2 separate regions of the Mus musculus genome follow, and region 1 is linked to region 2. A link is a contact called in public promoter capture Hi-C data. All regions are on one chromosome and are shown on one strand. The core of a region is the stretch at or near the end of the contact, and the rest is flanking DNA. Distances in the headings are between cores, read along the strand shown. Region 1 holds the start of Rc3h1 (RING CCCH (C3H) domains 1). Region 2 holds the start of Pigc (phosphatidylinositol glycan anchor biosynthesis, class C).

Region 1 (7,028 bases), core at 1,326-3,825, 1.1 Mb after region 2:
GAGCTTAAGTCTTTATATCTACTTAGCAAGCACTCTTACCCACTGACATGAGCCATTTCTCCCTCGTTTCTTAGTTGAAGGCTTTTGTTTTTTGAAAAATTAGATTAACAAGTCATTGATGAAGTAATGAAGGTTTTTTTTATAACTTAAAATTTACAAACTCATAAATTAGTTTGTACTTTTTCTAATATGTTTAGGCCACACAATGAATTTCAGTATCATTACAATACACATGATTCTTTGTATCTAATAAAATTCACTAGGAAAAGAAAACTTACCAATCTGAGTTCTTCAAAAACAAAAAACAAAGTGTTCTGAAATTCTTGGCCATCTCCCCTCCCCAAAGTCAAATTAGCAGGAGATATATAATATAAAAATTGTCTCTCCATGATTCAAAAGATCAAAGCATCCATGACAATATTATACTAGGGATACAATATTATACTAGGCATAAAATAAGTTTGCAGATATTAATCTATGATACTACTATACTCACTTTATGTTTTATATAATTATTCACTATCAACTCCTCAATAGAATTAGAAACTAGTACTGCTAATTAAATTTCATATTACTGAACAATACTTTTAACAGTCAGAGATAGATTTTCATTAGGAAATTACCCTAGAAATTGGCAAAAGCTATCAAGCAATATCTTCTTTGTACAAGTCAACCTTCCTTTTAATATTAACTCAGCCCAACATTCAGGATGCTAAGACAGGAAGACTGTTAATTCCTGCCCAACCTGGGCTACATCAAGACCACGTCTCCAAAACAATAAAAGGAAAGGAAGAAACACAAAGACCCCTAGATAGATCCTGAAAGTGAATATTAAGCAGTCTTCTTGAATGCTTTCAAGCTTTTTAATAATTTTTCTGCATACCCACGTAGAAAATGGAATAAAATTTACCTCTTCCCCCTCCATTTGAAAATGTATGTGGTAAATGCCTAGAAAAATTACATTTAGGAGAAATAGCTAACTTTTAAGTATAAAGATATTATTGCAGTATAGCATACTAACATAAAATGAGGTGTCTCATCCTAAGCCTAGCCACTTAAAACAGAACCACAACTGGTTTTTGTTTTTTGAAAACTATCAGTAAAAGTTTCTATTGTCTGGCATTTTGTTGGCTGAATTAGTTTTTTGATACAAGTCTTGTCAAATCAGGATACTCTGCCTCAGCCTCCTGAGTGCTAGGATTCACAGGCAAGCATAACGGCAGGCTAAAAGTATTGGAAATCTTAGAAAGTAGGCTTTAAATATGAAATTTCAAACAGAGAAAAAAGAATCTTCTCCAAATTTTGGGACAAACTGGAAAAAAAATGATTAGAATATGAGACAGACACATGAACTCCTAAGGGAGACAGATGAACCACTTCTCTGTCCTAAGTGCTTCCAGCAGATACCAAAGAGGTTAATGATATCGCCTCTGCTGTACACAATTCAAAATGGCTAGTTAGAAAAGTTCCGCTCAAACCTTAACAATCTGTCTCCGTGCTGCCAATAAGTGGCTTTGTTTCCAGTTTCACGGACTATTCTGGGATGTCAAGAGTTACATTATTGCTGCTTCAAAAAGAGCCCTTGTTTCGGCTAGCTCCCTCGGACCTGGGATGTGAGTACCGTGGTGTTTACAGAGACCTGATGTTTAGAACCTTGTTAGGAAAGGTCCACCCCTTACTACTCCATCCTTTACCAACAACCACATTTTGTGTGTTTTTGTTGTTGTACACTTATAGTCTTTTTGAAAAAGGCACCTGCACATGGTTTCGTCTTGGCCAATAGGGTTTATCTCCAGGAACTCCTGGGAAACCGACACCCTAAAACCCACTTGGCCAAGGGAGGAAGGGGGCTGGGGAGGGAGCAGCCACGCCTGGCAGCTAGGCAGGAGCGGCGGCTGTTTACAGGCGCCTACTCCCTCCCCCACCGCACAGACAGGGGTCCAAACAACATTTCCTGCGAGCAAACTCACCGCCCGCCCGCTGTCCTCCGAGGGACCTCGGAACCAGTCAGCCTCGGACCCCCCCAACCCCCCGCTCCCGCCCCAGCCTCCCCAGCCTTCCCGGCGTCCAGGGCGGCGTCCGCACCGCCCCTCGGCCTACCTACCCCGGCAGGCCCTCCGGGAGGCACGCGGAGGCCTGAGGCCTAAAGGACGCCGGCCACTGACAAGCCCTGGGGCCGGTCCCGAGCGCAGGGCGGGTGAGGACAGCCCCATCCCCGCAGTCGCTGCCTATTGTTCTCGGCCGCGGCCGCCCCGCTCCCCACACTGCCGACCGCCACTTGCTCACCGCTCTGGTCCGAGCAGCAGCTCCTCTCAGCTCCGAGTCCCTGCGGCCGTCGCCACCGTCGCGGCAGCCGCCGCCGCCGCCGCTGCCACCATCGACTCTGACTCTGTCCCAGGCCGCCGGACCACGGCCGTAGCCGCCACCGCCAGCGCCGCCTCCAGCCCCCCACCTGCTGCTGCTGAGGCTGCTCCTGCAGCAGGGGCCATCTTGTTGGTCGGCCTCCCCTTCCTCCTCCGCGTCCTCCGCCGCCCGTCGCTCGTTGTCCTCGTCCCCTTCCTCTTCCTCAGACTCCGGCCCGCCCCGAGACTGGGGCGGAGATGAAGGCGAGGCTCCTCCTCATGGGGCGTGGCCAACGGGGCGGGGCGTGGCTAACGAGGTGGGGCGTGGTCGTCTGAGGGCGGGGCCGGGAGGAAAGCTCTGAGTCACCGGCCCCAACGCCCTGTCGGGAGCGGGCGACGCGCCCCGCCCGTGTCTCGAGCGCTGTCGCGCCCCGAGTGGAGAAACTTGTCCCACCTCCTCCCGGGCCACCCGCCTGGCCTGTGGCCACAGTGCCTTTGGTGCTGGCAGGCAAGAGGCCAGGCGGTTCCCGTAAGCTCACTCCTATGGAGTCTCGCGCTGCCTCTGAGCTTGTCACTTTCTGAGGTCTGGACTCTTCCTCGACTCTAGCATCTTTTTTCTTATATGCTACCTCTCCCCAGCCTCACTCGCGCTTGTGTGTGTGTGTGTGTGTGTGTGTGTGTGTGTGTGTGTGTGTGTGTGTGTGTCTGTGTGTGTGTGTCTGTGTGTGTGTCTGTGTGTGTGTGTCTGTGTCTGTGTGTGTGTGTATGATGGCGTTTCTCTTAAGCTCTGGACTCTTCCTCTTGTATCTGTTTTGCATCCCACCCCTTTCCAGTACCCTGTGTTGTGGGGTGTGTGTGCACACATCTTCGACATAATTCGGTTTAGCCAAATTCTGGAGAACCGAAAGAAACGGAATTCTAATACTATATAGTATTAAATTTATATTCTAATTTTCACATTAAAACTGTCCTCAAGTCAACACCATAAAATGCTCCCCGCTCTCCTTCTGCTTCCTGCTTTGTCTGTGAAAGCAGAGAATTTGTTGTTCTGTCCTTTCTTTTTTTTTTTTTTTTTTTTTTTTTGTTCTGTTTTTGAGACAGGGTCTCTCTATTATATACCCTTGGCTATCCTAGAAATTCTTCTGTAGACCAGGCTGGCTTTGAACTCACAAGAGTTCCATCTGTCTCTGTCTTCCAAGTGAAGGAATTAAAGGCATGGGCCCCATGCCCAGACTGTCCTTTCTTCACTGTAAACTCACCAACATCGATTTAAAACAAACAAACAAATTACTTCCACATCTCACAAGAAACAATTACTGGGTGGCTGTTGGGCTTGTTTGGGCTTTGTTTTGGTTTCTTTTTTTTCCCCGTGGGTGTTTGATTGTTTGTTTGTTGTTGTTTTGGTTTGGCTGGGTTTGTTTTATTCCCGGAACAGAAAATCCTGGAGCCTGGACTGACCTGGAAGTTCTGAACCTCTGCTCCCTGAGAGCTCAGATTATAGGTATGGCCACCTAGCCATACCTGGCCAGGCTTTGGTTCTTGAGACAGGCTCTTGCTTTGAGACCAGGGTGGCCTGGAGCACGTTCACGGGCTCGTCTCTCACCTCATTTTTAATTTTTTTATTTTCTTGGTTTCTCTGTGTAGCTCTGGCTGTCCTGGAATTCACTCTGTAGGCCAGGCTGGTCTTGAACTCAGATTTATCTGCCTGCCTCAGCCTTCCAAGTGCTGGGATTAAAGGCCTGTGTCACCACTGCCTGCCCTGCAAATCCTTCTGCCTCTTAACTTTAGGCTTATAGGTGTAAGACAGCATATCCAGCTCACACAGCTGAAATATCACACATTTTCCTGAACTTGGAAGAGGTTTTTTTGTAGTGATTATAACTTCATGGTGGTGAGATTTCAGCTTATTTTTAGACTTATTCATGCCTTTATTGATTGTGTTTGCTGCTTTGGAGTGAGCTAAATCTGTAATCTCTTAAACTACTAAATACAGCTGTCCCCACTTATCTGAAATTTCTATGATTTGAGTTAGCTCTGGACAACTGTAAACCAAAAATATTCAGTGAAAAATTCCAGAAATAATTCATGAGTTTTCAATGAATTTTTATAATATGTTGTTATAATTGTTCTATTTATCACTAGTTGTTAACTATGCCTAATTTGTTAAATAAAACCTAATTATTCTTATGTAAAAGTAAACACATAGAAGGTTCTGTACTATTCTCCTTCAGTTTAGTCATCTGCTGAACAGTTGGGAACATACCCTAGTCAGATAAGAGCCTGGTTCTTGCAGTAAGCCAGGACCTGATTTCCAGCAGCCCTAAAGTTTAGGCCAGCGTGTTACTAATCTAAACGTTATCTCTTGGAAAGCCTTTCCCTCCTCAAACAACCAGGGGTCAGTCCCCTACTAGGACAAACAGATAGTCTGTTCCTCCTGCCATTCCTCCCGCCTCACTCCTAGGGAACCTTCCACAACAAAGTTTTAGCTGCTGTTGCTAGGCACACATGCCAACCTCTCTGTTTAGGTGAAAGGAAGTAGCCCGGCTTCCATTACAAACAACCTAATGAGAGTTCCTTAAAATAGGAATAGTGCTATACCTCTGCTAGCTATTCCAACTAACAATAAGCTAAATACAGAGGTTCCTCCAAGTTTATTTGAACTACATAACTGAGCAAATACTTGTTGGAAAAGGAAGAACAGCTCTGTAGAAACAAGTGTTTCTAATGAAATGAACCTGGGAGGAGTCATTTAGGTTTTGAATTCTGCAATTAGACTAGATGTGAGATACAGAAGACAATATGTCCCCCGAGACCAAGTCTATTTAAAAGAGATGTGGTAATCTATCAAGGGGAAAGAATTTCGTGTGAATTTTATCCCGAAATTAATAACTCTTTGTAAATTTTAGTTAGTAAATCAATCTCTCTCCCCCTAATTTTTCTAAGTTTTAACATTACTAGGGTCTTCACATTAAGAATTAGAAAATTAAATTAGATGGTATGCTGGGTTTATATGGGCATATAATTTAAATTTCAAAACTTTGGAGATTAAAGCACCCCATGGCGGTGCACACCGTCAGTCCAGCACTCAAGAGGCAGAGGCAAGGGTATCTCTGTGAGTTAGCCATCTTGGTCTATTAGTGAACTCCAGGCCAGCCAAGGCTACCCAGTGAGACCTTGACTCATAAATGAATGGATCAAATCAGTCAGTCAATCAAAACTTTTAAAATTAAATTTAAAAAGTGTATTGATGAAGACAGCTAGGTATGTTGGCATAGGTCTTTGGTCCCAGTACTTTGGAAGCTGAGGCAAGATGACTAAAATTTCAAGTCCACCTACGTAGGGTGAAAGGTCCTAGCCCACTTTTAAAAACCTATCAAATTCCACCAGTTCCTAAGCACAAAATCCCACCAATCCCTGGGCTCTCCTTGAAATCTCACCAATCACCAGTCTGGAAATCCCTGGAAAGCCTATCCCCTATAGAAAGCCCGTCTCCTGCTCAGTTACCAGCTGCCTCTTGCCAGAGCCGCGTCAGCCACCCACATGCCTTTTTCCCCAAGAAATCTCTTGTGTGAGGTTTGTTGTATGGTGTGACTGTGTGGTATTCTTTGGTTCCCTGCTGCCAGAATACCTTTCCTTCAGACTGTAACACTTGTATTGGGGAAACCTTTCCCCTCAGAGCAGAACTGTAACACTTCCATTGGGGAAACGCTCCCTCTCAGAACTGCAACACCTCTGTGAGGGAAAACTTCCCTCAGAACTGTAGTACTGCCACTGGGGAGGCCTTCCCCTTAGAGCTGTAACACTTAAAGCCTGGGCTATAGAGCGAGACTGTATCAAAACTTAATTCATCTTTTTTAAAAAAAATCTGTTCCTGCTGGGCCATAGTGGTATACATTTTTAATCTCAGCAGTCAGGAGCCAGAGACAGGTGGATCTCTGTGAGTTTGAAAGGTCAGCCTGGTCTACAGAGCCAGTTCTGGGATAAGCAGGGATACACAGAGAAACACTGACTCAAAATAAATAAATAAATAAAAAAAATAAAACATATTACTAAGCCAGGTATGGTGGTACATGCTTTTAATCACAGCATTCAGGAGGCAGGCAGAACGGAGAGTTGGAGGTTAGCCTGGTCATGTGACAGGGTCTAGGCTACATAGACTGTGTCAAAAGTTAAGACAATCTAAATGTTTTATAGTCACTTTGTGCTTAGAAATCTAAGCTATTTAGTTTTATTTACTATTTTATGAAACTTTACTGTGGAATGCCCAGAAATTTAGATTCTGCCCCCTTCTCTACCATCAATATACTACTACTAAACGAATCACTTTGTGGTGAAGCCCTTGGTTCGAAGCCTAGAGGAAACCCTCAGGAAGTCCCCCAGTCTCTATTGTCCTCTGTAATTTTTGTGCTTTGAGTTTGGGTCTCACTGTGCACCCGTGGCTGGCCCGGAACTCGCTTTGTAGACCCATCTGACTGCTAATTTGCAACTATCTTACTGCCCCTATCTCTACATTCTAGGATTGCAGGTGTGTTCCACTATAGGCACCTCAAGAAGCATTTTTAAATCTCATTTTATGTATGTCATCAAAACCATTATTTTATTGATTGAAACAGCAACAAAAAGACTCTCCAGGCAGGATGAATATCACCTTTAATCCCAGTACTTCACAGATGGAGACAAGAGAAT
Region 2 (7,123 bases), core at 243-2,742:
CATCCATGTACCACCAGATCACTACAAAAACACAGACACTGCACAGCTGCTGTATCACCACACTGGACTCAAATACCACAGCCCAGTACTGGTACTTCCGGGCATAGATGTTTTTCCGGAGTTCTTCCAGGAACCTCTGGTCAACATAGTTATCAGGGAACGGCTGCCGCTCATATAAAACCTTCTGCCACTTGACTTCTGGGGTGTCTGTTACACGTTGAGCACACATTATCTCATTCTTTCCTCAAATCCAGGTTGGCTCAATCTCCCTCAGGGACGTCCATGGGGTTCTGGTTCTTGATAAATCTGTAGATTAAGAACTCTCTGGAAATGCCATGCTGATACCCTACAGAACTTTCCTTGTTTACAAAGCCTTCAGTACAAGCTGAGCCTGCATTAGATGAGTTTGTCCTGAGGGTCAGGACAACACAGCTAAATTCCTAGAAGAGAGAACTGTAAATATATGGAAGCTGGCATCAGATACAATAAAAAACAACTTGGCTTACTGAAAGCCTAGATAAATTGTGTCTGGTGACATAATGCGGCATTAAGCCTTCACATTTTAAAGTGTAGTCTTAATAATTGATATCTGCATCTAACTCAGAATGTTAAATGTCTTATGCACCTTCTTTAACTGTCACAGCCTTACAAGTTAATACCAGTTATGAGTTTACCTAATAAGACATCTGAGTTTCAAAACAGTAGAGTATTTAGGTCCCAGGCTAACAGCGTGGAGCCAGACCTCCTACAAAAGTCTAGTGTCAAAGTCTCTGCTTCTGGTCGTCCTTCTCTAAGCCAGTCTTAACTTGGGCATTCATACACTCTAAGGTTTATACTATTTTTGCATGATTATATTTGCAACTTACGCAAATTTATAGGGACAGAATCCATCCATAGCCGTTACTAGGTCCCCAAAGGTATCTGAATAAGTTATCGGTCGAATGACAATAACCTGCACCGTACAAAAGGGCATGATCTCTCTATAGTTTTAGCCCAAACCAAGAACTCAAATCTTTTTTGTTCATTAGCTGAACTTACTATCCTTTAAAGTGCTATATCATCCTAATTAACTGAAACAGCAAAACTCTAGCGCAGGATCAAGAAAACAATCATCCCAGTCGTAAACACAGAGGTCATTCAGCAAATTCGAGAAAGAACTTCCTGCCGGACCGTCTGTATTTTTCGTGGAGGCTAGGATAGACCTTTGCTTTAAAAGCCGTACACCCTGGAGTCGGCCCTCACGCACTGGGACCTCGGGATTTGAAAGGTCCCCGTCACCGGGCGGCGAAGGGTCTTGGGCTACCACTCACCCAACCGGCCTGCCCCGCCCGCCGCTGCCGACCCCCGCCCCAGCCTTGGATCAGCCGGAAGCGCTCACAGCGAAGGACGCCGGAACCCACCTGCACCAAGCTCTTTAGGGGGGTGCACGACCGAGAAGAGCGGCCGCCTAGCTACTTCTACATCCGGGACGCCGGCTTGGAAGGGGACTACTGTGGAGGAGCACTTCCGGATCCGCAGCACTCGGCGGCCAAAGCGTCCCGCCCCGAGACTCCACACCGCGAGGTCACTGCTGCCCTCTACTGATTGCTCCTCTCCTGGCAATCTGCTCCTAGTGGAATGCTAAGCCTGGGAAGCAAATCCCTCAGTGGGAATTACTTCACAGGGTGTGGAAGGCAGGAGAAGGCAGGAAGAGTCGCGGGGCTGGTGGAAGACTGGTAACTGCAAGGTTACCATGACATGTGTTGACAGGCTCTCAGCCAAGGGACTTTCCATGCATCCAAACCCTCCTCCTATAGGTGCCAAACCAGGCTTCTGGTATTCACCAAAAAAAAAAAAAAAAAAAAAAAAAAAAAAAAAAAAGGGGGGGGGAGTCGGGGAGATCCCAGATCTCACATAGCATCCTGTGCGTTGACTTGCACAGAGACGATGCGATCATTAGTTTGTTTTTGACCAAAGTCAGGCAGCTGGTTAGTAATTGCAAGTAGATCAGAAATATCCAAATGTGGATGGCTCCAAAGCTGGATCCTTTCCTAGACTTTGCCACCTAAAAGAGATGAGGGTGGAGAGCCTTTGGGACGAGAGATTGCTGATTTTCAACTGGGGTCTTGGAAGTGTCACAGGATTTATAAATAGATGGAAGCTCGAAGAATTTAAAATATAGAGACTGTTAAATAGTGTGGACACAGAGGCAGAAAGCATGAACCCATTTATTCATATTCACACTATCTGGGCTTTGAATTCTTTGTCTGTAAAAGAAAGAAGGCGCTTATTTGTTCTTGGCCACCTTATGGAATGGTTGGAGGACTCTCGTGTTAAAATAGTTTGCAATGTATTGATTGCTGTGTGGTTGCTGTTAGCTTACTTTGCTTATTGTAATACCAGCACTGGTCAAGTATTTTAACTTTTTTTTAATATTTTGTTTTTAATTATGTCTACATATGTGCTCCTGACTCCAGGTGTCTGTGGAGGTCAGAAGAAGGTGCTAGGTCCCCTGCCGCTATAGTTACAGGCAGTCATGAGCTGGCTTGTGGGTGCTGTCAACTAAACCTGGCTTTTCTCCAAGAGGAAGGAGTGCTGTTAGCCACCAAGGCATCTCTCTGGCCCTGTGACTCCCTTTAAGATTTAGTCTTCGGAAGTGTGATAAACTCTGCAACCTGATCTCTTTCCATTTCTCTCTCTGTAGGCTTTTGTTCCAAAGTTTGACAAGATTCCTTGGCTGAGTGAGGCCAGCCTGGTAAACAAACCATTGATCCTGAGCATCCCCAGAAGGTAACTTCCCAGCTTCTGAGGACAGAGCCTTCGAGGCAGAGCTCAGTGGTTGTACTCTTAAGGTGGAGAGGTGCATGTGCCCTGTTGAGAAACCAAGTCGAATGCAAAAAAAAGAAAAAGAAAAAGAAAAAAGAAAGAAACGCCCTGGGTTTCTCAGACAAAGGTTATGCTATGTAAAGGCCTGGCTAGAAGAAATGAGAGCCGCCATAACCTTCATTTCTGCGTGTACTATTCAACCACAGACACTGTAACTCAAAACACTTCCATAGTTTCCCCCCACCCCGCTTCAATTTCTAGTCTTCGAATTCTAATTATCAATAACCTAGAACTATAACACGCCATCTTTATAGAGTAGCAATAGCTGTATTTCACGTGGGGCCTCCTCCAGTTTCATGGGTCGCTCATGCCCTCACAAAGCCAATAGATAACACATTTCTGATTTTGAAAACTGAGGATTTATATGTATGGGGCATTTCAGCTTCTACTTAAAATAATTAAGTTCTTCATTCAACACCTCCCCGCCCCTTACAGTTAAGTTGTCCCTGGGTGTGGTGATAAATCTCTGAGAGAAATGTAGGTTGTGAGATGATGGCGGGAAATAAGGAATCGGGGATGAGCAAGGACGGTGCAGAGGCAGTTCCATAGGCTTGTCTTAGACTGGAAATGGTTGCTAGAGAGAGCACAGGCTCAAAGAGTTTCTTTTCCTGTTGATAATCGTCATACATCTTTAGGTCTGTGAGCAAATGACCACATGAGGGGCATCCATGCCTCCATAACACATGTCTGCTTTGTCTACTCTTTAAAACAGTTCTCAAAAGGCTGATAGATGATTTTGTGTATTTTCAGAGCAAACATTTGAGTGCATGTTGTGTGTGTGTGTGTGTGTGTGTGTGTGTTTATCTGGCATGAGCAATGAGAGGTTCAATAAACTCAAAGGTTTGTTTAGGAAGTATCAAAGTAATATACCCACTAAGAGTTGATAACACCTCAAGAGTCATCGTGAGTAAATGATAACTTAGCATCCGTTTTCAATTCGACTATGTCATAAGCTCACATGCAGTCAGCTGGAAGCCACACTGATTAGGTTGGTCAGATGGAAGTAGCAGTGAATGGAAGAACTGGCCAAAGGTGACACTCCCTCTTCCTCAGTCAATGTTGCCTCAGATATCTGAGTCCAGGGCCAAATACGCTCAGTTTTCTAATTAGAAATATAGAAACTTTCAATTGCTAATGCCTGACATTAATAAGCTAACCGCCACCATCCCTTAGTACTCCCTGCCCATTAGATGCACTCTGAACCAGGGGCATCCCAGTGCATGTTCATCTTGCCTCCAACTCCCCTGTCCTCTGTCTGAGCCTCTGGTGAAAGGCAGGAAGTGGAGAGCAGAGCAGAGCTTGAGAGAGGCAGGCTTAGTACTCAACTGGGCAGGCATGGTACCTGTTTCAGAGTCAAGGTCAGGGTTGTCAGGGAGACGGGGCTATCTACAGCATCTGGAAAGGGACACAGAAACACACCACCACCACCACCACCGGCCAAATGTAGGTGAGTGATAAGAAGTTACTTAAGGTAGTAAGTGAAATTCTTTCCAATCAAACGCTAAGACTGAGGGAGCAATCTTGGTGTCTGGTTGGAGAAATGAGCCTACTTACCTCATAAAACGTGTGAGGTGAGTAAACAGTACCTATGGAGTGCCCTCACCTCTCAGAGGGCAGGATAAAAATACAGCTTATTGGAAAAGGAAAGAGGAGAATTGATACATAGCTATTTTTTTAAGGACAAAATGTATTTGTCCAGAGTTCCAAGTCCCACACTCTTTGTTTGGCAGTAACTTCCCTCAACTCTTAGGGGATTAGTTCTTAGGGATAGTTCAGTGAACTCAAAGTATTACCTACGCACCCGTGGGCAAGCAGATCTAATAGAATGGTCTAGAAAAAGGTAAAGGGATGTTTAGAGGAATGTGTCTCAGACTATGCCAGCTTCAAACAAGCTCTGGAACACAGCTGTGGGGATGGAAGTGAGACACCCCCCCACACACACACACACACCACCCCAGAAGCAACATGGAAGTGCCATAGGAAGCTTCCAGAAGCACCCTCCCAGCTTGGCCGAACTGTGCTGAACCCACACCGGTTAGTAAGAGGTTACAGCGAAGCAGGACTAAGCCAGCCTTCTTGCCTTTCATGGTCGGTTTGGGGATAATAAATCTGAGGCAGCCCATTCCCATAACAGAGAAGCTCGCAGAGGAATTTACATCAGACCACCTCCCCAGCTTCCTAGGACTCAGGGAAGCGACAAGAGAAACGAAACAAATACTTCCCGAACACCACACTCCTTTCCCATGAAGAATGAACGATGAAATCCCTTCTCACGAAAGCGGAGAGGTGTTCTTGGCAAAAGATCAGCATTCCATGTCTCCATCTCAGTGTCTCTCTGTCCCCACACCAAGGCCTCAGCCCCTCATTCTTTAACTAAATGATCTTCAATGGGAGGCTGGGTTAGCTTGTGGAGACAACTGGTGTTGCCCTGTCGCATCTTCATGTTTCCCAGCAACTGGGGAGAATGTTCCAGGGAAAGATGCTCTGTGTGGGAGGACAGAGGTGAGTTGTTTGAGTGTGCAGGGGCATAAAGTCTAGGAGTTCCAGCCAGGCATGGAAGGATGGGTTCTTGGTAAGTGTTTAAAGCATCCATTGCAGGTATCTTGGAGAAGAAACCTAAGGAGCACTTCCTTCTGTGCACTTTGGCTTTCAGGAGCAGCCCTTCTCCCTGACTTATTTGCATCTCAACCATGACTCTCATTGGTTAGTTGAAATTAACAAAAAAGAAAAGGAAGAAAAAGAAGAGGGAAACCAAAGTGGCATAAGAGGGGACATAGCTATTAAGGCTGATCTGTGCAGAGCTGGGGCAGGGGCAGGGCAGGTGCCCAGGCCTTCCCTGGACCAGCTGGGGACAGGCTCTCCCAGCCCAACACTACGATTCTAACTCCCCTTTGCATTGCTCGCCTAGGTACCACTCCTCCTTTGTTCTGACTTCGTACAAGAAGGATATGTATTTGCCACACTTGCTTGAAAATCCAGACTTCCTATCAAAGGTACTGAGAAAGTCTTCACTGAACCCAGCTTAAGTCTCTTGCTTCAAGAGAGCAGGATGTTTTGTAGACATTGTGTCTTTTTCTTTTATCCCTACTAGAGAATGGGGATGGATGTATTTCCTAACCTCTTAAGTGAGTCTGTGTCTGGCACATCATCATTGTTCAGTGAATATTTATTTGTTCAGTTAAGTGAATTTGTATCACCACACATAAAACCAGGTTTTATTATTTGTCCTTACTGTGACTCAAGTATTTTAGTGCCCCAGTATATCATCACTAAAACTAAATAATGTTAGAAATACCAAAAGGGGAAAACAGAAATTAATTTTGTTAGAGTCTGTCAAAGCCCTTCAAAGATAGCTCCTCAGCTTGTAGCTGGATGAGTCCTGGTTTCCAGAGGCATTAAACCAGCTTCCTCCTCAGCCCCATGAATTACCTGCATCTTTTACAAACACATCCCACTCCCAGGGAACCTTCCCATTCAGCTTATGGAAATCCAATACAGCTGGTGCTGCCGGCCCCTAGCAGCCTAGGTGGCTGAGCTAAGGTGCTGGAGCTCTTAGCTCTTGTGGAAAGAGGGAAAGGAGGGACACCCCAGTGACAGTCATGATAGTTTTCACTTGTAAAAACTGTAGGGATTCCTGGAGCTGTTGCAAGGTAGCACCTGAAGGTGAGTTCCCACAGCCCTTGGCCCAGCGCCCAACTCGTAGCACTCAGTTACTATAAGCAGCAATTGTTAGGAGTCCTCATGCCCCCTTCCTATTTATTCTAACACAATTCAGAAATGAGTAATCCAATTGCAGCCCACACAAGCAGAGCAGGGGCAAGCTGGATGGGACAAAACTGATGATAACCACAGATATCAGAGACTGGGGCAAAGTACCTGAGAAGATGGGAGGGAAGGTCATTGCAGGTGGAGGAGGGGTGAGAAGAGAGGGAAGAAGTGTCACCTGCTTGGCTTGAAGGTAACACCTATAATCCGGAACCAGTTTAGAGAAAGAGCAGAAAGAGACTCAGGCAAAGGAAGGAGTATCAGTCAAGAGATGGACCCTGCAAGTGCAGGAAATGCTTGAAGAACATTCACAGGTCAGAGCCCGTAAAGCCAAGAATGAATGGTGAGCAGACATACCACTTTCAGCACGGGGGCATCAGGGACCAAGCTGTGCAAGGTGTCACCACATTAGTCTCCCTCACAGCCATGAAGCAAGTTCACGTAGGAGGCTACCATGACTTATACTAGGTGACCAGGAGAAGGAAAACTGCCC

Evidence for each region. Promoter capture Hi-C pulls out the DNA fragments that hold promoters and counts their contacts.
Region 1: a promoter capture Hi-C map of pre-B cells shows a contact between it and region 2, with 2.9 times the contacts expected there. The contact joins the promoter of Rc3h1 here to the promoter of Pigc in region 2. A contact is called at or near these places in 1 of 39 promoter capture datasets (pre-B cells) and 1 of 484 Hi-C or Micro-C datasets (CD4 T cells).

What each region holds. Positions count from the first base shown.
Region 1 is chr1:160,901,958-160,908,985 of GRCm38.p6, reverse strand. It overlaps Rc3h1 (RING CCCH (C3H) domains 1), which reads right to left and starts at 2,575. Exons shown (of 20, transcript NM_001024952.2): 1 at 2,287-2,575.
Region 2 is chr1:161,963,557-161,970,679 of GRCm38.p6, reverse strand. Pigc (phosphatidylinositol glycan anchor biosynthesis, class C) reads right to left here and starts at 1,492. Exons shown (of 2, transcript NM_001039045.1): 1 at 1,401-1,492; 2 at 1-440. The coding sequence starts at 229. 4930558K02Rik (RIKEN cDNA 4930558K02 gene) reads left to right here. Exons shown (of 7, transcript NM_001204904.1): 2 at 2,684-2,769; 3 at 5,774-5,858.